4 separate regions of the Mus musculus genome follow, and all the other regions are linked to region 1. The links are chromatin contacts, called in public HiChIP or PLAC-seq maps. All regions are on one chromosome and are shown on one strand. The core of a region is the stretch at or near the end of the contact, and the rest is flanking DNA. Distances in the headings are between cores, read along the strand shown.

Evidence for each region. HiChIP or PLAC-seq counts read pairs in DNA pulled down with a chosen protein or histone mark.
Region 2: an H3K27ac HiChIP or PLAC-seq map of regulatory T cell precursor shows a contact between it and region 1, with 4 times the contacts expected there. The contact joins the promoter of Zfp281 here to the promoter of Lad1 in region 1. A contact is called at or near these places in 2 of 115 datasets of contacts at active chromatin or transcription factors (regulatory T cell precursor and thymic regulatory T cells).
Region 3: a FOXA1 HiChIP or PLAC-seq map of pancreatic cancer cells shows a contact between it and region 1. The contact joins the promoter of Camsap2 here to the promoter of Lad1 in region 1. A contact is called at or near these places in 1 of 39 promoter capture datasets (embryonic stem cells) and 3 of 115 datasets of contacts at active chromatin or transcription factors (embryonic stem cells, neural tube and pancreatic cancer cells).
Region 4: an HNF4G HiChIP or PLAC-seq map of pancreatic cancer cells shows a contact between it and region 1. The contact joins the promoter of Kif14 here to the promoter of Lad1 in region 1. A contact is called at or near these places in 1 of 39 promoter capture datasets (embryonic stem cells) and 1 of 115 datasets of contacts at active chromatin or transcription factors (pancreatic cancer cells).

The regions. Positions count from the first base shown.
Region 1 is chr1:135,817,232-135,819,931 of GRCm38.p6, forward strand. It overlaps Lad1 (ladinin), which reads left to right and starts at 1,367. Exons shown (of 10, transcript NM_133664.3): 1 at 1,367-1,785. The coding sequence starts at 1,748.
Region 2 is chr1:136,623,440-136,626,277 of GRCm38.p6, forward strand. It overlaps Zfp281 (zinc finger protein 281), which reads left to right and starts at 1,462. Exons shown (of 2, transcript NM_177643.4): 1 at 1,462-1,612; 2 at 1,833-2,838. The coding sequence starts at 1,847.
Region 3 is chr1:136,344,752-136,347,451 of GRCm38.p6, forward strand. Camsap2 (calmodulin regulated spectrin-associated protein family, member 2) reads right to left here and starts at 1,353. Exons shown (of 18, transcript NM_001347109.1): 1 at 548-1,353. The coding sequence starts at 686.
Region 4 is chr1:136,466,429-136,469,128 of GRCm38.p6, forward strand. Kif14 (kinesin family member 14) reads left to right here and starts at 1,420. Exons shown (of 29, transcript NM_001287179.2): 1 at 1,420-2,700. The coding sequence starts at 1,530.

The sequences.
Region 1 (2,700 bases), core at 117-2,616:
TCCTTCAAACTGCTACTGATCCAAACTGCTACTGAGCACACCTGTGCCCAGCAAAGTGTTGAGGCGACTCTGAGGCGAGATTCCCTTTCAATGCTTGGAAGCCAGGACATGGACACAGATTCCAACTCCATGTTATTGAAACTTCCCTCCCTCCTCTTTCCCACTCATCCCCTGTCCATGGGCTACGGGGCGCACAGTGCCAAGTCTCTCCGAGCTCCCACACCAACATCCAATGAACTATTGGACAGCTTTTTCTAAAACCTTTAATTCAAATGGGTGTTGAATGCAGTTGACAGCTTGACCATATGGAGACAGGTCCCCAAATGGAGTATCATAAGGTCCAAATGGCAAGAAACCCTCTGTTGGTCTCTGGTCAACTTCCTCCCTAAGACCTCTGGAATCCTTGTCCCTTGACCTGAATCCCTGACTCTGGAATCCTTGTCCTGAATCCCAGTTCCTCTCACATCGGGCAGAGGTATGTGAATCACTTCTGGGCCCACAGTTCAGCTTCCCAAAGCTCTTGCTAACCCCACTTCCTGTTCAGTGTCACCTTTGATTACACACTCCTCCCCCATCCCCTTCTTCGTTTCCTTTGTAGATTACAAAAATGGCCCCTCCAGCTCGAAGTGGTGGCTCCTGCCTTTAATTCCAGCATCCTCAGCTTTCAGGAGGCAGAGGCAGGTAGATCTCGAGAGGCAATCAGGCCAGACTCTGACATCCCATCCTGTGTGCTGGGCAGCACCCCAGCCTTCTCTGAACAGTGCCAGTAGCAGCTATTGATTCCATTTCTGATCTTTCAAGGAAAATAAAATTCCCCATCTAGGTATCTGACCTTACACATTCAGTAAGGAGGTAGGTTCCCGAGTGGAAAGCAGCTGGTGCTGCGCTCGCCCACGGGTTCCCACGGGTTCCCACGGGTGGTGTCCGAGTTGCCTCAGGTTATTGCAGTATTAATCTCAGTTACTTATGGACCCTCTTCCTACGACACAGTTATACACCTGTGGGGTATCAAGGAACAGGACCGTGCTTTTGGCGCATATGGTTTTTCATAGCGGTGTCCACTCTATTTTGGCGGGCTTGAGTCTCAGCTCCTTTGAGGAGGGGCTGGTTTTCTTACGCAGTGTCTGCTTATCTAAGCCGAGTCTTTCAGGTAGTTTCTGACCCCCGGGGTGTTTTCTAGGAGCCCCTTACTTCTTCACCGTTGCAGGCACTCTACACCCAAGACTACGGTACCTGATCTAACCTTTCTCCCTGCCTTCCAGCTCTTGGGTTTCTGCCGGCTAAGTCGATTTCCAGGCAGCGAGCTCAGCCTGACCCCGATCTTTGGGTTCCGTCCTCCCCCCAACCCCCTCCCCGACTCCCTGGCACTCTGGACCGCGACTCCCAGGGAAGACGCGGGCCGGCGCCGAGCTGGTCCAACTGGTTCTGAGCAGGAAGTCTCCCGCCCTCGCCCGGGGCAGCAGAGCAGCCCCGCGCTAGCCCCGGCGTGGGTGCAGCCCGCAGCTCGGTGCGACCGTCCCGCAGAGCGGCCGCGCGGGAGACCCGCCCCAGCGGTGATCAGCGCGGCTTTGTCTGGGACGCCCACACCTCAGAGGCCGCTCCTCCGGCCGGCGAATGGGAGCGCGGCGGCGCGGGGCCGAGCCGGGCTGAGATAAGCGGCCATGTGACCCTACCTGGCGCGGGGAGGGGCCGCAGGTGAGCGGCGGAGCAGGGAGCTCGGCACGCGGCGGCCGTGGGGCTCGGCAGCATGTCGGTCAGCAGAAAGGACTGGTCCGCGCTGTCCAGGTGAGTGCAGCCACAGGGGCCGGGTGGCCCGAGGCTGGGGGGTGGGAGCTGTGCCCCTTCGGATCTCCTCTCCCAGACACAGGCCTGCTCTCCGGACGAAGTGAGACACTGGTCTTGTTGCTTTTCGGTGGGGATAGAATTGAGACCAAACTCTGGTCCCCCTAGGTGACAGAGCGGGTGGTCTCCTTGCTCCTTCTCAGCTTCCTGTCCCCTTAGGTCTTAACCAGTACGTTTAGGGTAAGGCTTTTCCGCAGCCTGGACAGCCCAGGGTGCTACTGTCTGTGAGGGCAAGGGACCGTTTTAGGGGGCTGGGAAAATTCAAGAGTTACCCCAAGACTTATTCTTGAGCGGACCCTCAGCCTCTGCGCCTCTGTTAAGAGTTTTAGAATGGATCTGGGAAGTGTCCTTTAGCCCCACCTTATGGAGTCAACAGAACCCGGGTGTGTGAATAGAATCAGAGAAAGTAGCACCCCCACCCCATCCCAAAGAGAGGCTCAAATTCTGAGCACAACATTTGGAGTGGTATCTATGCCACTTGAGGTAAGATGTTATCCTTGTCTGCGCTACAATCTGTGTTTGTGAATCTCAATGGGTCAGAGAATATCTTTGCCATTTCTGCCTGCTGGACAGCCTATCAGGGTCAGAGAAGCCTAGGAGGGGTCAGTATCTAGGAGGCCGCCCCTCTCTTTGTGGCTCCTCTTGGAGCTGCCCCTCCCTCTCCAGAAGTGTTGGAATGAGCATCCGTTCTTCCAATTCCTCACACTGAGTCCCTAACTGGGAAGGCATCCTTTGTCCTAAAGGTAACAGAGGCTCCGGCCAGAGCCCTGTCCTTTCTATTCCTCAGGTTCCAGTCAGGGTAAAATTGGCCTCTTGGCTTCTCTCAAGTGGGCTTTCAGTCTTCAGGTCTTTTGTGGG
Region 2 (2,838 bases), core at 212-2,711, 810 kb after region 1:
ACTGTAGAACAAAGTTGGCTTTCATATGAGTGTCCCACTGCCCTTCATGCTTGGGCTGGCTTATGTGCAGCCCAGCTTTACCATTAAACATGGACACCCTGAGTACAGGGACAGCCTCATTTCTCACTGGCACTGACTAATATTTTATTACTGTCTGAAGTTTTTGAATTTTCAGTGTTCAACGCTTAGCTATACCTGGTAGTTTCAGGAAATAATTTAACTGTAGTTCCATGGGGCTAGGAAGATACAATGCCTCATGAAACTATTCATAAAATACAGTTTTAAGGTTTCTGGGCAGGCTCAGAGAGGCCTGTGTTGGTAAACAATACACCGCTATGGCTTTAATTGCAAAATTTCTCAAGGAAGTTATTACAAGAAGTCATCTCGAGAAACACTATGAGAATATGGACGTGTGATTTCTTTAAGAAAACACACTATGTAAATAACTGTTCTCCAGGTCTTTTTATTAAAAAGTCTGTGGTGTATAAATACACCTAGGAAAGTTGCTGGTTTAGATTTTTGCATGCTCGCTGTGAATGCCTTTTATACATTATTAGGCACTAAATTAATATCTATTTGGTTTTGTCGATAGAACTTTTAATTTCAAGATTTTATCTAATTTCCCCCAACTGAATAAGGAACAACTTTTCAAGTTTCTAGGTATTCTATACTGGAGGGGTTGGGAGAGTGGGGTATGTATCCTAACAGAGATTTTAAACAAGAACGATGGCCAGTATTTGAGGCTAGTTAGTATTCAACGTAATAAGCAAATTCAGACAACTGAGAAAGTACGTGGCATTTAAATACCATCTGATGATGAAGTGTGTGTGGGCGTGTTTTACAGGACAGCTGCACCTGGGATTACACGTGGTTTCCCTTTGCGTAGCCTTCAGGTAGGCTGGCACTGAGACAATTTTCTGCAGCGGTCCCTCCTCTATGGCAGTCTCAAAGGCTCCTTCAATAAAGGCAAAGACAAGCGTTATTGCTGTCTCCATTCTGAAAAGGAGTAAAAGCTATCTGTAATCAATACCGTTACGAGTTTAAAGCTTTCAGGCAGAATCACAAGTACCTTAAGGAATCCTATTCTCTGTTTGATTTTGATTCAATACTTGGATTGCAAACACTAAAGTGAACCAAATGCCAATGTTCAGTTTTCAGTGTCTCCACCTTCCCTAACCCCTTCCTCTGCAGCTCCCACGCCACGCTGCAACACGCTCTCCTGGCGTCCCCGGACTTCCCGCCCCTTGGGCTCCACCTCCGGAGCGCCTTCTCCCTAGAAACCCTCAGCCACTGTCTGCCCCTCAGCAGGGCCACCAATCACGTCCCCTCGCTGCGGAAGACCCTCCGCTGTCCGCCTCCAAGTCCCCGCCCCTCCCACCTAGCCCCCAGCAGCTCCGCCCAACCGCCCGCTTGATTGACAGGCTAGCCAGGCGGAAACTGAGGCGCAGGCGCACGGGGCTCGCCGAGCGCCCCTCTGGTCCGGTCGAGGACTTCCCGGCAGACACCGCGCCGCGGCTGCGCAGAAGCGGGGAGGCTTTTAATTCCATTGTGGAGAGGACGGCGTTATTTTTATTAACTGGAGGCGACGGCGGCTGCGGCGGCGGCGGAACCCGTAAGTGTGGCCGGCGGGCCGGGGCGGGCGCGGGAGCGGCCAAGAAGGCCGCGGGGTCGAGCGCGCCGGGCCGGAGGCGGCGGGGCTGCGGACGGGAGCCGGGCGCGGTGCGGGCTGGGCGGCGGCGCGGCGGGTCCCAAACGCTGCGGTGGTCCCGGCCCGGGGCCCGGCCCTACCGCCGTTCCCCCTCTTCCCTCCTCTCCCTCCTCTCCGCAGCCAGGCCTCCTCCGGGGTATGAAAATCGGCAGCGGGTTCCTTAGCGGCGGCGGCGGTCCCAGCAGTAGCGGTGGTAGCGGCTCCGGCGGCAGCTCCGGCAGCGCCAGCGGCGGCAGCGGCGGCGGCAGGAGAGCAGAGATGGAGCCCACCTTCCCCCAGAGTATGGTTATGTTCAACCACCGGCTTCCCCCGGTCACCAGCTTCACCCGGCCGGCGGGGACGGCCGCCCCTCCCCCGCAGTGCGTGTTATCCTCCTCTACCTCCGCAGCCCCGGCCGCTGAGCCCCCCCCTCCGCCAGCCCCGGACATGACTTTCAAGAAGGAGCCGGCGGCGTCAGCCGCGGCCTTCCCTTCGCAGAGGACCTCCTGGGGATTCTTGCAGTCCTTGGTGAGCATCAAGCAGGAGAAACCTGCGGATCCCGAGGAGCAGCCGTCCCACCACCACCATCACCACCACCACTATGGGGGGCTGTTCGCTGGGGCTGAAGAGCGATCACCAGGCCTAGGAGGAGGGGAAGGGGGGAGCCACGGCGTCATCCAAGACCTCAGTCTTCTGCACCAGCATGCCCAGCAGCAACCGGCCCAGCACCACCGCGATGTATTACTGAGCAGCGGTAGCAGGACTGATGAGCACGGCAACCAGGAGCCAAAGCAGGACGCTAACGTCAAAAAGGCAAAGAGGCCAAAGCCAGAATCTCAGGGAATCAAAGCCAAGAGGAAGCCAAGTGCATCTTCCAAACCTTTGGTTGGAGAGGGAGAAGGTGCCGTCCTGTCCCCAAGTCAGAAACCTCATATCTGTGATCACTGTAGTGCTGCTTTCAGGAGCTCCTACCACCTGCGGAGACATGTCCTCATCCACACGGGCGAAAGGCCTTTCCAGTGCAGCCAGTGTAGTATGGGTTTCATCCAGAAATACCTACTGCAGAGACACGAGAAAATTCACAGCAGAGAGAAACCCTTTGGGTGCGATCAGTGCAGCATGAAGTTTATTCAGAAGTACCATATGGAGAG
Region 3 (2,700 bases), core at 103-2,602, 530 kb after region 1:
AGAAAACTAAAAGTGGTTTTAATGGGTGGCTTAACGAGAATTTGGAATGTGTATGAAAGGCTGTGAGAGGAGTAAGGAACGCCTACAAAAGATACTGCACTTCAACACTGACCACCTTTCATCCTACATAGCCTGACTAGCAACCACCATTACAAATGTCAAGATCAATATAGTACCCCACCTTCTTCCAGTAATAAGCTCAGATTTCTTGGTATGGTAACCACAATTATGACCGAAAGGGAAACGTATGCAAGATAATAAGGAAAACACCACACATTAGAGCCATTTTGGGAAAACACGATAATTTGCTCGCGGAATTTAGACACACGCTATTCAATAAAAGGAACCCGGTCAACCCCTCCCGCGTCAGTCAAGGGCACCTCATTTAAGACCAAACCTGCCTTCTTTCTTTCTCCTAGAGCTCGTCTCCCGTCATCTCCCTAAACCTGTACCGGAAGATACACATGGGGGAGGGGGCTGGAATCAGGAACAAAAACTGGGATGTGGACAGCATCGGGAGGAAGAGGAAAGGGACGACACCACTTACCTGTCCCAAAGGCTTTGGCCACCAGCCAGGCCAGATTGCAGGCGATTTTGGCCCTGGAGAAGTCATAGTGGTCAAAGGGTTTGATGGCTGGAACAATGAACGTCCTTCTCATCTCCCGCGGGTCTGCAGCATCCCCCATCTTTCACGGCGGCTGGTTGGGATGGAGGGACGACGGCCTTCACATGGTGTGGCGGAGAGAGGAGTTCAGATCGTCCGCGCCGGTCGCGGCCCTCCCGGGCGCCGGGCACGGAAAAGCTCAGCTGTGCTCGTCGCGAGTCCGCCGCCCGCGGGAGCCGCCGCGGCCCCGGGCATAGACGTGAGGCGGCACCCGGCCGCGCTCGCTCCGGCCCGGGTCTGCCCCTCCGCCTCCCCTTTGTCTCCGTTTAGTCACACGGGCTCGCAGGAGGGTGGCGGCTGAGAGGGCCCGGAATGCTCGGGCGGGGGCAGCCTGGACGATCACGTCGCGGACAGTGTCCCCGCCATGGCGGAGCGCGCACGCCCCGCCTCACTCACGGCCGCCCCTCGGGCCGCGGGACCCGCCGCGGAAAACGTCAGAATCGCTGCAGCGCGCGAGCCGCCCGCGGCCCGGCGCTTCTCCGGCGCTCCGATCGCCGCCGCCCGCCTCCTCGGCGCAGCTCAGGGCCAAGGCAGCGGCCTGGGGGAGGCCGCAAATCAAATCACGGGCCCTCGGCTCCTGCCTTATCGGGCTTGTCCTCGTATTTTCCGCTACCCCTCCCGTGGCCGGACGCCTCGCTCCCCTTCAGCCGCCGCCGCCGCCGTCGCTGCGGTTTTCCGGCTGCGGCACTGGATGGAAAGAGCAGATGGGAACACTGAGCATGCGCCTGGCGCGCCCGGCCCCGCCCCCGCCGCTGTCTTGCGCCGCCATGCGCACTGAGCATGCCCAGCCTCGCTGCCGCCCGCGATGGGCTCCGCGCCCCTATCCATTAATCAGCACAGTGCCCGCTGGATTGGACGTTCTGTACATCCGCAGCTTTGGGCTGCTGCCGCCGACACTGCTGGACGAGGGAAGGAAAGAAAGGGAGAGGAGAGGCTTTTCTCCTCCCGCTACACGTGGTTCAGCCAAGAGAATTGATATTTGTTTCAAATGCTGCTTATGTCACACGCGTATTGCTGAGAATTTGCCTTGCACACCCATTTAATCCTTGCAGTAACCCTGAGAGAGGTGATACAGCTGGTTGACCACGAAATTATGGAGGGATGCAGTAACTTAAGTCACCCATGGGGTTTAACCAGGGTTGAAGGTCAGGTTTAAACTCTCCAAAGCTGTATACATTTCACGTCATGACGTTTTAACTTGATACTCCCCACTTAAGTTTTCTAAGTGAAGGATCCGGTTTTTTGGTACCTTCTGTTTCCTCGTAGAAAGAAACATAAACCCTTCCACAAAGAACATCCACAATTATGATTTGTCGCAGTTCGTCTTGCCAGAACTCTCTCCGTTCCCCCACATGGGTATGCTTTCTCAGAGCTGTGCGCTGCCTGTCTCTGTGGTCTCTGTCCACAGTAGTCACTCCCTCCAGAAAGCCTTCCCTGATACTGCCAACTTCCCGTGCAGAACTGATTCCAGAGCAATGTATGTCCTTTATGTCATAACTTGTCACACTGCATTCCAACCACCAACTGTCTTTAGCTTTCAAGCTGACTTGCCTTGTCTCTGACACCTATATGATGCTAAACCTCACAGTAGTTGCTCTATCAATGTCTAGGGTCAAAGGGAGAATGTTACTGTAGTTAACACCGAGTTTGGTTAACTTTCTAATTCCCCACTTCTTGTTTTAACACATCTGATTTTAATTTATGTAATCCTGGGTGGTTTTCATTTTACAGATGAGAGAGCTAAGAGTCAGAAAAGCCTCTTAAATTGCAGATATAGTAAAGGCATAGTCACAGTCTGAACCCAGAACTATCTTACTTTGTACGACTAGGGCCTCCCTATTATCATCAGCCGTTAAGATGGGAGACATATGAAACATGAGGGGAGGCGTTTTGATCCCTACTATCGAAAAGGGCAGCTCCAGGAGCAAGCCCCTCCCTTTTGATTTCTGTTTAATCCCCAGAAACACTCCTCCTTGAACCCAATAAGGCATTACAGATAAGCCCCACTAACAATGCCAAGCAGGAAAAAAGGCACT
Region 4 (2,700 bases), core at 170-2,669, 650 kb after region 1:
GCCTCCGAGCTGAGAGCGCTGAGGTTGCTCGCCCAGCGAGCCGGTGGGCTGAGAGCGTTGCGGTGTTTGCCCAGCAGGCCGGGGTGCTTGGGTGGGTGGTGCGGCTCGGTCCCCTTTAGTCCGAGGGTCCCGGGCAAGGGGCGCGGGGCGTCGCTCTGTCCACCCGGAAGCCGAGAACAGCGCCGCGGAGCGTGGAGCGGCGAACTGGAGGGGTCCAGGTACACTGTCACAGCCTGGCAAGACTGCCAGAGTCGCCAGGAGCCTCGGCCTGTGGTCGTGACCGACTTCTCTTGTCTTCCTTCCAGTCCTCTTGGAGATCTGATGGCCGAAATTCTGCAAACAAAAATCATGTTGATCTATGCAAAGAGCAAATGGCTTTTAGTTTCTAAGACAAAGATATATTGTCCCTAATTTCACCTCATATTGGGAGGGTTCTGTATTTTCACTGAAAGTTTAGCGGGAGATGCTTATACTCGAACTCTTTCTTTCTTCCTACAATGTCTCTTTGTCAAACTTTTAAAAATGAGCTTCTGGTAATTTGTTCCTTGATTGTAACAATGTCCAAATAGTTTGAATCAGTGACATTTTGTAAGGTAGACTCAGGAATTCAATTTTAAAGAGTTGTTTACGTCCATTTAAGGAGCATGACGAAGAGTGGCATTTGCACTGTTCTGTTTTAGATAATGCCTGGCAGATATTGTTGGCCTATATTTACCTATATGTGTGTAAACGCATGCCTGTCTAGTTTGTTGTATAATGAAGAAGTGACAGATAGTGTAGTTGTCTAACTTGAGGGGGTGTGGGCATCGGTGACAGTGTCAGGCTGGCCTTGAAAGTTCCAGTCTCTCACCTCGGCCTCTCTAAGGCTGGGATCACAGGCACGGACCATCACACCTGGCTACACACGCAGTTTGTAGTGTATAATGTCTGTGGTACTTTCTTAAGAGTAGCCTCCTTTGTGACATCGTGTTAAACTCCTCTGTAGGCATTCTTGTATTTAGGATACATTGACAAGTGTTCAGAAACCTACTTTGCTGCAGACTAATCAGACTAGATGCTATGATTCCAAGCTGGGGGCACTTAAAGTATGCTGACATACAGGTGTTGACCTTTCTTGAATCACTTTGTTGAGATTAAGGTCACCTGTAAGCTCCTTCTAAGCTGAGGAAATAAGGATGGGGAGGTCCTGTCTTTGAAGTCTGCAGTGTCTGTGGGTGCCTTGCTCCTAAGGGAACCCTCAGTAGATATTTGTTGAATAACAAGTGAAGTCCTTCGAGGGTGGAGATTGTAGGAGGCTGTGTGGAGGTGCAGTGGGAAGTGGTTTAGTCCAATGCATCCTCTGAGAGTTTGCTTCTGTAGTAGGAAGATCTCTCTCTTTTTAAAGTTTGTAGTAACCGTTTTATTTTTCATTTTTTGTAGTCGGCCAGATATTTTGTTGGAAACTGAAAAGAACAAAATGCCCAGCACCCCGACAAGGATCTGAAGGGCTTAGATCCTTCACATCCTCTTAAAAATCGCTTGCTGCCAAGATGTCAGTACACACTTCGCATAGCAGACACAACATCGGAAGCCTGGAGGTTTCTTCTTCACAGAAGATTTCAGCATCCAGTGGCCTCGTCCACAGCAGCCGGCTGGAACTGCACTTGAAGGCAGATATGTCAGAGTGTGAGAATCATGATCCATTCGTGAATGCTGGAAGTAAAACCATCGACATAAATAGCACTTATGTTATCTCTGCCTGTAAAAAAACAAGAGAGACTCCTGTTACCTCTGACCCCCGGAGACTGAGCCTCCAGAGAAGGGCTACTTGTGGGGACAGAGAGTCGTCTTTACTTGGAAGTGAGTTGGGAAACAGAAGAACAGCAGACACAAGTCTTAGGTTACAACGGCGGCACGGTAGAGCGGATTATGTGGGAAAGTGGGAGACATTGAATCCTGTGGGAGGTAACCCAGGAAGTGACTCTGCCTCCCAGGCATCGAGGACAGAAGCAAAGGGTGTAAATAATGATACCCGTGTCCTGTCGTCTGTCGTCTCCGTGAAAGACTCCAACGACACCGGGTTGACGAGATGCAAAGACCCAGGTCCTCCCGTTGGTGCCTCTAATGAAAAGGTGACAGTTAAGGACACAAACAGTAGAGCGCCTGTGGGTTCCCAGCGTCAGACTGAAGCTATGAGATCAGGACACTTAGTGGTGCAACTGACCGAGAGCAAGTCTGATACCCCAGTGTCAGGAGGAAGAAACTCACACCGTGGGAATGCTGGCAAGGACACTGCTAAACAAGTCGGTACATTTGGAAGCTCAGATACAAGAACCCCAGTGAAATGTGTTTTAGAACACAGATGGACACCAAGGCATGACCCGCCTCCACCGAAAAGCCCAGCTTTATCCACACCGAAAAACAATGGGAAGGACATCCCGAAACATGGCAGTACATTCAGAAGCGCGAGCTCAGAATCGAGGACCCCGGTAAAATGTGTCCCAGAACACAGATGGACACCAAGGCATGACCTGCCTCCACCGAAAAGCCCAGCTTTATCCACACTGAAAAACAGGATTGCAAGCCCTCGAGTTAAACCGAGGCCCAAAAGTTCTCTTTTTGCAAATAAAAGGGAAAGCTCACGAGAAAGCACACTCCCTCCAGAAGAAAACAGTCTAGTTCAGAAGACCTTTACAGAGCCAGACTCCTTAAAAGTAGAGA